2 separate regions of the Mustela erminea genome follow, and region 2 is linked to region 1. A link is a contact called in public Hi-C data. All regions are on one chromosome and are shown on one strand. Each heading gives the region's core, a stretch centred on a gene start, on an enhancer-like site or on the middle of the called end of the contact. The rest is flanking DNA. Distances are from core to core; before and after follow the strand shown.

Region 1 (4,668 bases), core at 934-3,433:
TTATAAATGTGGGGAAACTGGTATGTAACAGCTAATGGGTACAGAATTTTTTTTTTAAAGATTTATTTATTTATTTGACAAACAGAAATCACAAGGAGGCATAGACGCAGGCAGAGAGAGGAAGCAGGCTCCCTGCTGAGCAGAGAGCCCGATGCGAGGCTCGATCCCAGGACTCTGGGATCATGACCTGAGCCGAAGGCAGAGGCTTTAACCCACTGAGCCACCCAGGTGTCCCTGGGTACAGGATTTCTTTAGGTCTAAGTTTTTAAATTGATTGTGGGACATAGTTGCAGTTTTGTGACTACACTGAAAACAAACTGTACGCTTTAAATGGGTTGACTGTACATTATGTGAATTCTCTCTCAATAAAACTACAAACTAATTGACGGGTGCCTGGGTGGCTCAAAGGGTTAAAGCCTCTGCCTTCGGCTCAGGTCATGAGCCCAGGGTCCTGGGATGGAGCCAGCCCAGTGGGCTCTCTGCTCAGGGGAGAGCCTGCTTCCCCCCTCTCTCTACCTGCCTCTCTGCCTACTTGTGATCTCTGGCAAATAAATAAAATCTTAAAAAAAAAAAAAAAAAACTATAAACTAATTGAGAAGGGAACATCATACCACGTTTTAGTATGGGAGATGAATTTTCAGGGAAGTACCTGGTCCAGGTCTAAATAAGGGGCAGAAATTTTACAAGTGGAAGGAAAATGTTTTGAGTCTCTGAGCAGCAAGTTCACTGGAGGGAGCAATCTAGTTTAGCTACCCAAGTGAGGGAAGGGTGACCAAAGTTATGGGGGGGGGGGGAATGGGCCTTTGAACAGAAGCCTTTGGAAAGGCCACGTGGCAAATAAGAGAACCCAGAAAATAAGCTTCTTAAAAGATTTTTCCCCAAAAGAGGATAATGGATTGAAAAGTACCTCTACAGTCAAAAAGCATACTCTACCCAAGGAGAGACCTGAGTTGAGTCATGATTTTTTAGAGCTGTGTCTACACTGGTCCCTTAACTTACTATAGGTTCTAGAAGTAAAAGTGAGCCCCTGAGTCATTCATTAACAATTGCGGCCAACACCCTGGTTGGAATGTATTAACTGTGAAAGTGGAACGCTGTAGGTGTGCACGTGCAGAGAATGAAAGAGAATGACACAACATAGCTCAACATACTGAAACGATGTGAAAAACCAACGTGAGCGCAAAAGCATCAGGACGACACTGACTTTATTAAGTACTTTTCTGGTAGCTAGCTGTGCCTTCCAGGCGGAATACGAACCTCTCTCCGGTGCTACGGCTCCCTCTCTTCCGGGTGCTGCCCCGCCCCCACTCACGTGGGATTCTGGCCGCTCCATCTTCAGGCCGCCAGCAAAGGCCAGAACCCGTTTAATTCAACTAACTTAATTCGCGCCTACTGTGTGCAAAGGTCCGAACTCTGTCGTAGGCTGAAAAAGCGGCAGTACGCCCTGGCCCTGGACTCTGCCCTCTAAAACAAGAACTCGGCACACTATATATCCCAGGCCTGCCTTCCCTCCAGCTCCTACCCCTGCCCTCTGCTGGTACGAGTACCAGCTCAGAGCCCTCACTCAACCCGCAGGCCACCGAGTAAAGGCCTTGCCGCTGGTGCAGACCCTCACGGGGAGTCGCAGCCACTAGTGACCTGACACCCAGCAGGGGGTTCCCACCCACTGGGCCCTTGCTCCAAACAGAGGTGACTCCCCGGCTCGTGTTCCCCAAACCGCGAGGTTCGGAAACCAGAGCAAGGGCTACATCCCCACCCCCACCCCCACCCCGTGCACGCGGCCTGACTGGCCCACACTCACGGCGTGCAGCGGTCGCTGTACTCATTAGCGATCGTCTCGATGCCGCCGGCGCGGGCCACAGCGACGTAGCAGCTCTGGAAGCCCAGGTCTATGCCCACCACCGACATGGCGCCGGCTACAGTCCGGGCTCGAGCCCAGGTCCGGCCGGCGAAACAGGACACGGACCCCGGCGGAGCTGGCGCGCGGAGTGAGGGCCGCGTGGGCCGGAGGGCCGGGGCTAGCGGAGGACGTGAGGTAGTCCTCGCGGGCGCCTAAGTCCCTGGGAAGGGAGCGGCAGCGGAGAGCGCTGCTCAGGCCGGCTCCGGCTCAGCGGCCGCAGAGGGGGCGCCGGGAGCGGGGGCGGAGAAGATCTCGAAAGATCTCGTCGCGACGAGACTAAAGCACTAGCGCGAGAACTGAGAAGGAAAGGAATGTTCTCGCGAGACCTCGGCTCAGTCGCTTTTCCTTCTGAGGTTCCGCCCCCAATTACGACAAGCGTACGTCACGTTCTGGCAGGAGAAGCTCGGAAGAGGCTCAGCGGTTGAAAGATGGTTGGGAGGTCGAGTGAGCCTGCGCATGGAGCCCGCCGCAGCGACTCCCCACGGCGGCAAAAAGCAGTGAGGCGCCTCCCCTCACAGAAGAAAGTGGGAAAGCCGGGTTGAGGCAAAATACTGAAGAGGCGCCATTGGCCTACTTCCGCCGTTTCTCTTTATCAAAGAAACTTCCGGTGATAGGAACACTTGCGCCCCCATTTGTGTTGCGCTCCTAAAATGGCAGCGCAAGCTAGTATTCAAAGACCAGAGCGCCCTCCCCTCTGGACCCTACGGGGTAGGTCCGCCGGTGGACGACAAGGCCGCCCTTGAAATGTGGTCTAGAGGAGGGCCTTAGGTAGGGGCTCTGTCGAAGTCCAGGACAGCGCCCTCTCCAGCGGAGGGCAGGAATCCTCTCGGTCCCACCGCCGAGGTTTTTTTTCACTCAGCTCTGCCTCACCTTTCTCTAAGACGTTTGCGTCCTTAGAGCCGACGGAGGGGCCAACAATACTTAAACCTTGAAATCCCCAGCACGTTCCAAGCACCCGTCCTGGGGTGAATGCAAGGGATACAGATGGATGACAGGCTTCCTAGGTCGGCCCAGACCGGCCAGTGACAGGATTACTCGAGGCTAAAGAATCGTGAACTTTAGGGCCCCTCACGAGTGTTCCAGGAGCAAACAGGAAGCCTACTTGCCTTTGGAAAGCAACTCCTATATAATAAGAATTTCTGATAAAGAGGTTGGAGAGGTTTCAGTGGGGGAATCTGGATCTCCCAAGTCTCCAGTAATTTGCTGTGATTTTTTTTTTCTACATATTTATTTTGTGATTTTTTTAAGGGTATAGATGTATATGCTTCAATCCCTCAAAACCTGAATCCCACTGGTCACGAGGATAGCTAAAAAAACTAAAAGGAATCCCAGTACAAGGTGGCAAGTGTTATGCACAAAATGGGAGTTAAAGATCTCTATCTTAAGGCTAGAACAATTGGAACATTTAATGAATCAGCCAAGAAGAAAGTGCATTTTCTCAACTGCATTAACTGCCCCACAGCGCCCCACCTCACCCCCCACACACACCTCAGTCTCCTGGAGAAATGCCCAAAGGCCAGATTGTTTGCCTTTACACTTCCAAATTACCACACATTATTTAATGTTTTGGCTAAGCCAGTGGTACTTCGTCTTCAAAACCGAGTAGTCTTCAAAACCGAGTACTGAGTGCTACCTAAGGTAGGAGATTGAGGGAGATGGGTAATAGTGGAGGCAGCAAGAAGAGGCCTTTGAACAAAGAGAACAGGGATGAACAGATACTCTATACCCCTGTTCATAGCATTATTGACAATAGCCAAAAGGTGAAAACAACCCAAATAATCACTGATGCATGATTGAATTTTTAACACGGTCTATACATGTGATAGAATATTATTCAGCCTTAAAAAGGAACAAAACTTTTAACACCTGTTACAGCATGGATGAACTTTAAAAATACTATGCCAAGTAAAAGAAGTCAGACAGGAAAGAACAAATTTTGTATGATTCAATTAGGAAACTTTAGAGGACACTTCAGCAACCAATCTGAACTATGGAAACCTGAATAACATAGGAGGGCCTGCAGTGATCCCCAATCCTCTGGCTGATACAAACATTCCCATTAGATGACCCACCTCAAAATAGCCATAAGCCCTAGCGGAATGATGGGTTACTTAGATCCAGACACAGTTATCAAAAAAAAAGGAAAATTCCATGTGTTCCCATACTCTCTCACCTTCCCTTTTTAACTACAGCCCCCTACCACTGCAGACTGACTCTGTTTTGTGGTCCTGCCCACCACTTCATTGTGGTATTCTGCCTTGGGTGAATTCTTTCACCACCAGCCTCCACCTAACAGGACTGCCCCACGTTTGGTAGCCCCCATCCAATTGGGAGAGGCACAGAAATCACAATTGGTTAAATTCATAGAGAAAATAAAATAGTGGCTACCAAGGGATTGAGAGAAGGGGAATGAAGAGTTACTGTTTTTTGTTTGTTTTTAAGATGTTATTTATTTGACAGAGAGAGAGAGAGATCACAAGTAGGCAGATAGGCAGGCAGAGGGAGAAGGGGAAGCAGGCTCCCCGCTGAGCAGAGAGCCCAATGCAGGGAATGCAGGGCTCAGTCCCAGGACCCTGGGATGGTGACCTAAGCCAAAGGCAGAGGTTTAACCCACTGAACCACCCACGTGCCCCTGAAGAGCTACTGTTTAATGGGCACAAAGTTTCAGTTTAGGATGATGAAAAAGTTCTGGAGATGGATAGTACCAGTGATCACACAACAGTACAAATGTACTTACTGCCACTGATTTGTATACTTCAAGATGGTTA
Region 2 (4,668 bases), core at 1,276-3,775, 170 kb after region 1:
CAAAAAGGTCAAAGCTCAGGAACACAGGTTTCTTTCTTGTATCATACAGTTGAAGCAGCACAGGTTAAGGGTATGGGCCTAAATTCACCAGACTCGGGTTCTTTATCCTGCCTCCCAATCAATGCAATTTATATTACCTTTTTTTGTTTGTTTTGAAGCATTTTAAACTTCACTTCCTAACAGATGAGAATAATCATTAGAATAAGAGAAAAATTATAGCCAGAAGCTGAACTACACTGTAAAAGTTACTGCTCTGGACAAGCAGCAAGTATCCTTAGAAGTGAGGAAATTTCTGAAATTGGAGCAGAGAAGCAGAAGCATAAAACTACCAACACCTACCTCTACCATTTCCAGGTAGAGGAAGGGTAGCTTTCTACTAAAAAGATCATTTAAAGGCTCTAAAACAGGGAAAAACTTTTCAGTAAAGGGCCAGAGAGTAAACATCTTTAGCATTATGGCCCACTATTACCAACCTGGTACAAACACAGGCAGTTTAGCTCTAGAGGCCAAGGGGTGACCTCACCCCCCCTTTTTATTTTTTAAGTTTTTATTTATTTATTTGACAGAGAGATCACAAGTAGGCAGAGAGGCAGGCAGAGAGAGGAAGGGAAGCAGACTCCCCTCTGAGCAGAGAGCCCGATGTAGGGCTCCATCCCAGGACCTTGGGATCATGACCTGAGCCAAAGACAGAGACCATAACCCACTGAGCCACCCAGGTGCTCCTCACCCCCTCCTCTTATAGCTGACTTCCTTCCCCTTGGGCTAAGGCAGACCTGTCTTAGAAGAAAGGCAGTCTAGTATAGCTTTAAGAGCAAAAACTTTAGTGCCAGACTCCACCATTGATTAGCTGAGTCATTTTGGTCAAATTACTTACTCTCACTGCGCTCCCAGCTCCTCATGTGCAAAATGACTGCAATAACGATACCTAATTCAAAGGTAGTTGTGAAGTTTACAAGTACTTATTTTTGTAAAGAGCTAAGTACTTGAAACAGTAATTATAGTTACCAAAATCTTGTTATGGGAGGAGACCACTGGGAACCAACCCCCGAGTTCATCCCACACACAAGTGAAAAGCTGCAGGAGTAGATGCCGCTAATTTCTTGTACATTATAGAACAAGCACTGAGTCCAGATCCTTTACCAGACTCGCAGACCAGCCAAACTGTTCAGGACTCAGGCTAGGAAGGGGAGGTCATGAACTTAAGCTTCAGCAGTCACACCAGGGACTTGCTCACAAAAACGCAAAATCACAACAGTGCAGTCCATAATAAGTTTATTACGTCTTCAAGACACTACAGTGTAGACTCCTCTCCCAGAGAAGGGTCCCTCATACACGGGTAATCACTATTCAGATGAATGGCTCACTTGTCGTTTTCATAGGCAGCTGGATTCTTCCTCTTGGATTTCTCAAACTCCTGGGTCCCCCAAGTGTAGACAAGATAAAACGCTACAAACGCTTTAAAAATAAAAAGTGAGAGTAAGTAGCAAGCCCATGGAAGACACCAGGGTCCTCAGTCTTCTTTTCTGACTCACTGCAGGCTCCGCCCTACTGTCTCTAGTTTCCAAGAAGCCACTTTTAAACCAGATGATCAAGGACGGTTACACCACACTCCCATTTTACAGGTGACCAAAAGGACGGCCCATTCCAGGAAAATCCATCACCAAAACTTCCCTCTCTCCCCCCAGATGCACATTTAAAAATATGTTAGTGAGATGGATGAGATGTAATGCACGTAACATATACTTCGCCCTTTAACACGCCAGTGCACACTTCTTTGGGGTTTTGGGTTTTTTTTGGACAATTCACAATGCTCTGTAACCATCATTACTATCTGCTACCCATTTCACACAGAACAGTTCATCGCTACGAAGTGGGTAAAGATGACCTCAGAGACGCCAGAATCACACAAGTGACCTTGGGCCCGCTGTTCGTGACTCGGTTTGCTCCTCTGTGAGATGGGGAGGATACACTTGTGCTGAAATAATGGAAAACGTGTGTGTGGCAAGCAGAGGGAGCTCAGTGAGGGGGCCCGCGGTCACTCAGTGTCTAACCGGAGTCCAGCCCCCCAACCCGGCCAAGGCACTCACGGGGCACGACGCGAAGAGCGCACGCCCGCGTGCGGCGGAGCACGTTGGGGATGCCCTTGCTGAAGTAGTGCGGGAAGGCGCGCTGCTCGAAGGGCGACAAGCTATAGGTGATCACATGCCGCATGCGGGTCAGATTCCCAAACGTGCGGCCCATGGTCGTGGCGGCGTCTGCAAGACGAGGGTGGACGGGCGCTTGCCTCAGTCCCGGGACGCGCCGTCCTGGACCCAAGACGCCCTCCCCAGAGCTCCTCACCCTTCCCCGCCCAGGCGGCGCCCCCACCCTCCCACGGACTCCCACTACCGCGCGCCCGGACTTCACTCCCGCGCGGGGGTCACCTCGCCCTCCACAGTCGCGGGAACCAGCGGCCTCCGCCCGTCACTTCCGCTAGGTTTGGAAGCTGCTCCAGGAAGCCGTGAAGTCACTTCCGGGGAGTACCATTTTCCGACCGTCTCCAGGGGGAGGCGCCGTTGCTGCCCCTTCGGCGGGGAAGCACCCCGGCCGGTCGTGGTGGCCCGGGAGGGGGCGGGGCCCAATCTGAGGCCCGGAGTACGCAATGGGATTTGCGGCGTCCGGCAGCCGCGGGAGGTTCCCCTGCTTCCTTTCAGCCTCCTTCCCGGCTGTGGAGCCGCAGGAAGCGGCCGGGGCTGGGAGGCAGAGAGAGGTGGTGAGAGAGGGGCCAGCCGGCGTCGAGGGCGCGTTGTCTCGGCCGGGCCCTGAGGGCCTGCGAGCCCAGCGCCTGTGGAGAGCACCCTGAGGCCGGAGGAGGGGCCGCCGCTCGCAGCCTTCTGCGCTCTGGCCCAAGCGCTAAAGGGGTCGGTTCTTTTCAGAACATCAGCGACCCAGTACCAGGATCAGGGACGTGCATCTGGGGCTTCTCTCGGCTGCCGCGGTCCGAGAATCCACTGGCGGGTCTCAGGCTTTCCCCGGGTAGAATAAAAGCGTTTCCTCAAATTGTGCCCCACGAAGAGTTCCCAAGGAACGGGCAAACATATGATAACCGGCCGTGGGTGGCGGTAGGAGAAACGAGGCGACCTCCACGAGTCGCCGGCTTGCCACCACCTCCCACCCAGGTCTGGCCGGGGGCAGGCTGCGGTGCCGGGTGGGGCGTGTCTGCCGCCCGCGCTTCACTGCCGCGGGGGCGTTCTCGGCGTTTCCGAAAGCACTTTCTACGGAAGGATGCTGCGGGCCTGGCCTTTCTGCCTGACGCAGAGCGTCTGTAAATGTTTTTGTTCATGGAATTGCCAGCCATATGTGATGTTGGAGTAAGCTGTCATTCAGCAGTCTGCGTGTGTTTTATGGAACCCTGCCTCCCAGCCTGGGGCCAGAGAGTCTTGGCAGGCAATGAGCTTAAAACGTGCAGAACGACCCTCAGTTTCATCAACGTAGGTACTGCACTGACTGCTTCTGGATCTTGTACCATGAGTGTGGGTTGACTTCCTTCCAGCATGGTCTCCTCACGGGTGCACTGACTGGATATGCCCTCATTTCAGTCTCTCATGGTGTACCTCGTTTTCCTAAAACATCATCTCTAGCTTTGTCTCAGCTCCAAAAGCATAAGTCCTATACCAAGGACAAGAGCACCCTAGCGAATTAAATTAATTTTTAAAAAACCGTGAAACCCTGCAAACATCTCTAAACCTTTCAGCCAAAATATATACAGATAAATGTACAGACCAAAGCAAAGGATCAAGATATTTAAACATGAGTCAAGGTTCAAAGCGATGTCCTTTTTAAAGAATATTTCAGTATTCCAAGTACATATTCTGTAGGAAGCTCCCTGAAAACTGGGCAACCCAACAGTTCTCTGCTCTCTGGAATTTCAATGCCAATTGTGACTTTTTCTCACTCTCCAAATCAGCATGCAACAAGTAATTATTCTAAGCACCTGGAAGCCAGAGAGGTGAGGAGGATGAAAGAAGAGGAAGAGTGAATCCAATACACTGCGTATCAACAGATCTTCCTATTACCATGAATAGCTTTCCCATTTCTTTGAAAGTTTCAGCAAGCGCCTAAGGAACATTTTAAGAATCTTAGTCTCAAAAAATGGGTGATTTTGAGATCATTTCTCAATTCTCTTGGCCTTTTGGTTTGCATAACTAGTCCATTGGCGTAACAATAACTTAAAGAGTTTTAAATAAATCTCTCTTTAAAGGGGGGTGGTGGTTGCCTGGGTGACTCAGTGGATTAAAGCCTCTGCCTTCTGCTCAGGTCATGGTCCAGGGTCCTAGGATCGAGCCCCACATCAGGCTCTCTGCTCAGCAGGAAGCCTGCCTCTCTCTCTCTCTCTGCCTGCCTTTCTGCCTACTTGTGATCTCTGTCAAATAAATAAATAAAATCTTTAAAAATAAAATAAAAGGAGGGGGGAGAAGAAAGAGAAATAACCAGAATGCATCCATATCTAAATGAGGACAAATTGGATAAATAAGACGTTATCAGCAGTTAGATGCACAGCTGACAAAAATTATCTTCAGCTAGGCATCCTTGAGGTCTGATTACAGAAGTGACCCTAGCCTACCTACACACCTAAAATTTATTTAAAAGACTGAGCTAGGCCCTTCCTGCCTTTTTAGCAAGAAGACT

Evidence for each region. A called contact is a pair of places that touch in the nucleus more often than the background predicts.
Region 2: a contact with region 1 is called in a Hi-C map of skeletal muscle, with 5 times the contacts expected there. The contact joins the promoter of LOC116586587 here to the promoter of HSPA4 in region 1. A contact is called at or near these places in 2 of 3 Hi-C or Micro-C datasets (skeletal muscle and spleen).

The regions. Positions count from the first base shown.
Region 1 is chr3:93,438,966-93,443,633 of mMusErm1.Pri, forward strand. HSPA4 (heat shock 70 kDa protein 4) reads right to left here and starts at 2,184. Exons shown (of 19, transcript XM_032336729.1): 1 at 1,802-2,184. The coding sequence starts at 1,908.
Region 2 is chr3:93,608,268-93,612,935 of mMusErm1.Pri, forward strand. It overlaps LOC116586587 (cytochrome b-c1 complex subunit 8), which reads right to left and starts at 2,526. Exons shown (of 3, transcript XM_032336747.1): 1 at 2,424-2,526; 2 at 2,088-2,255; 3 at 1,256-1,455. The coding sequence starts at 2,241. The coding sequence ends at 1,361. All of the region lies in intron 1 of GDF9 (growth/differentiation factor 9), which reads left to right.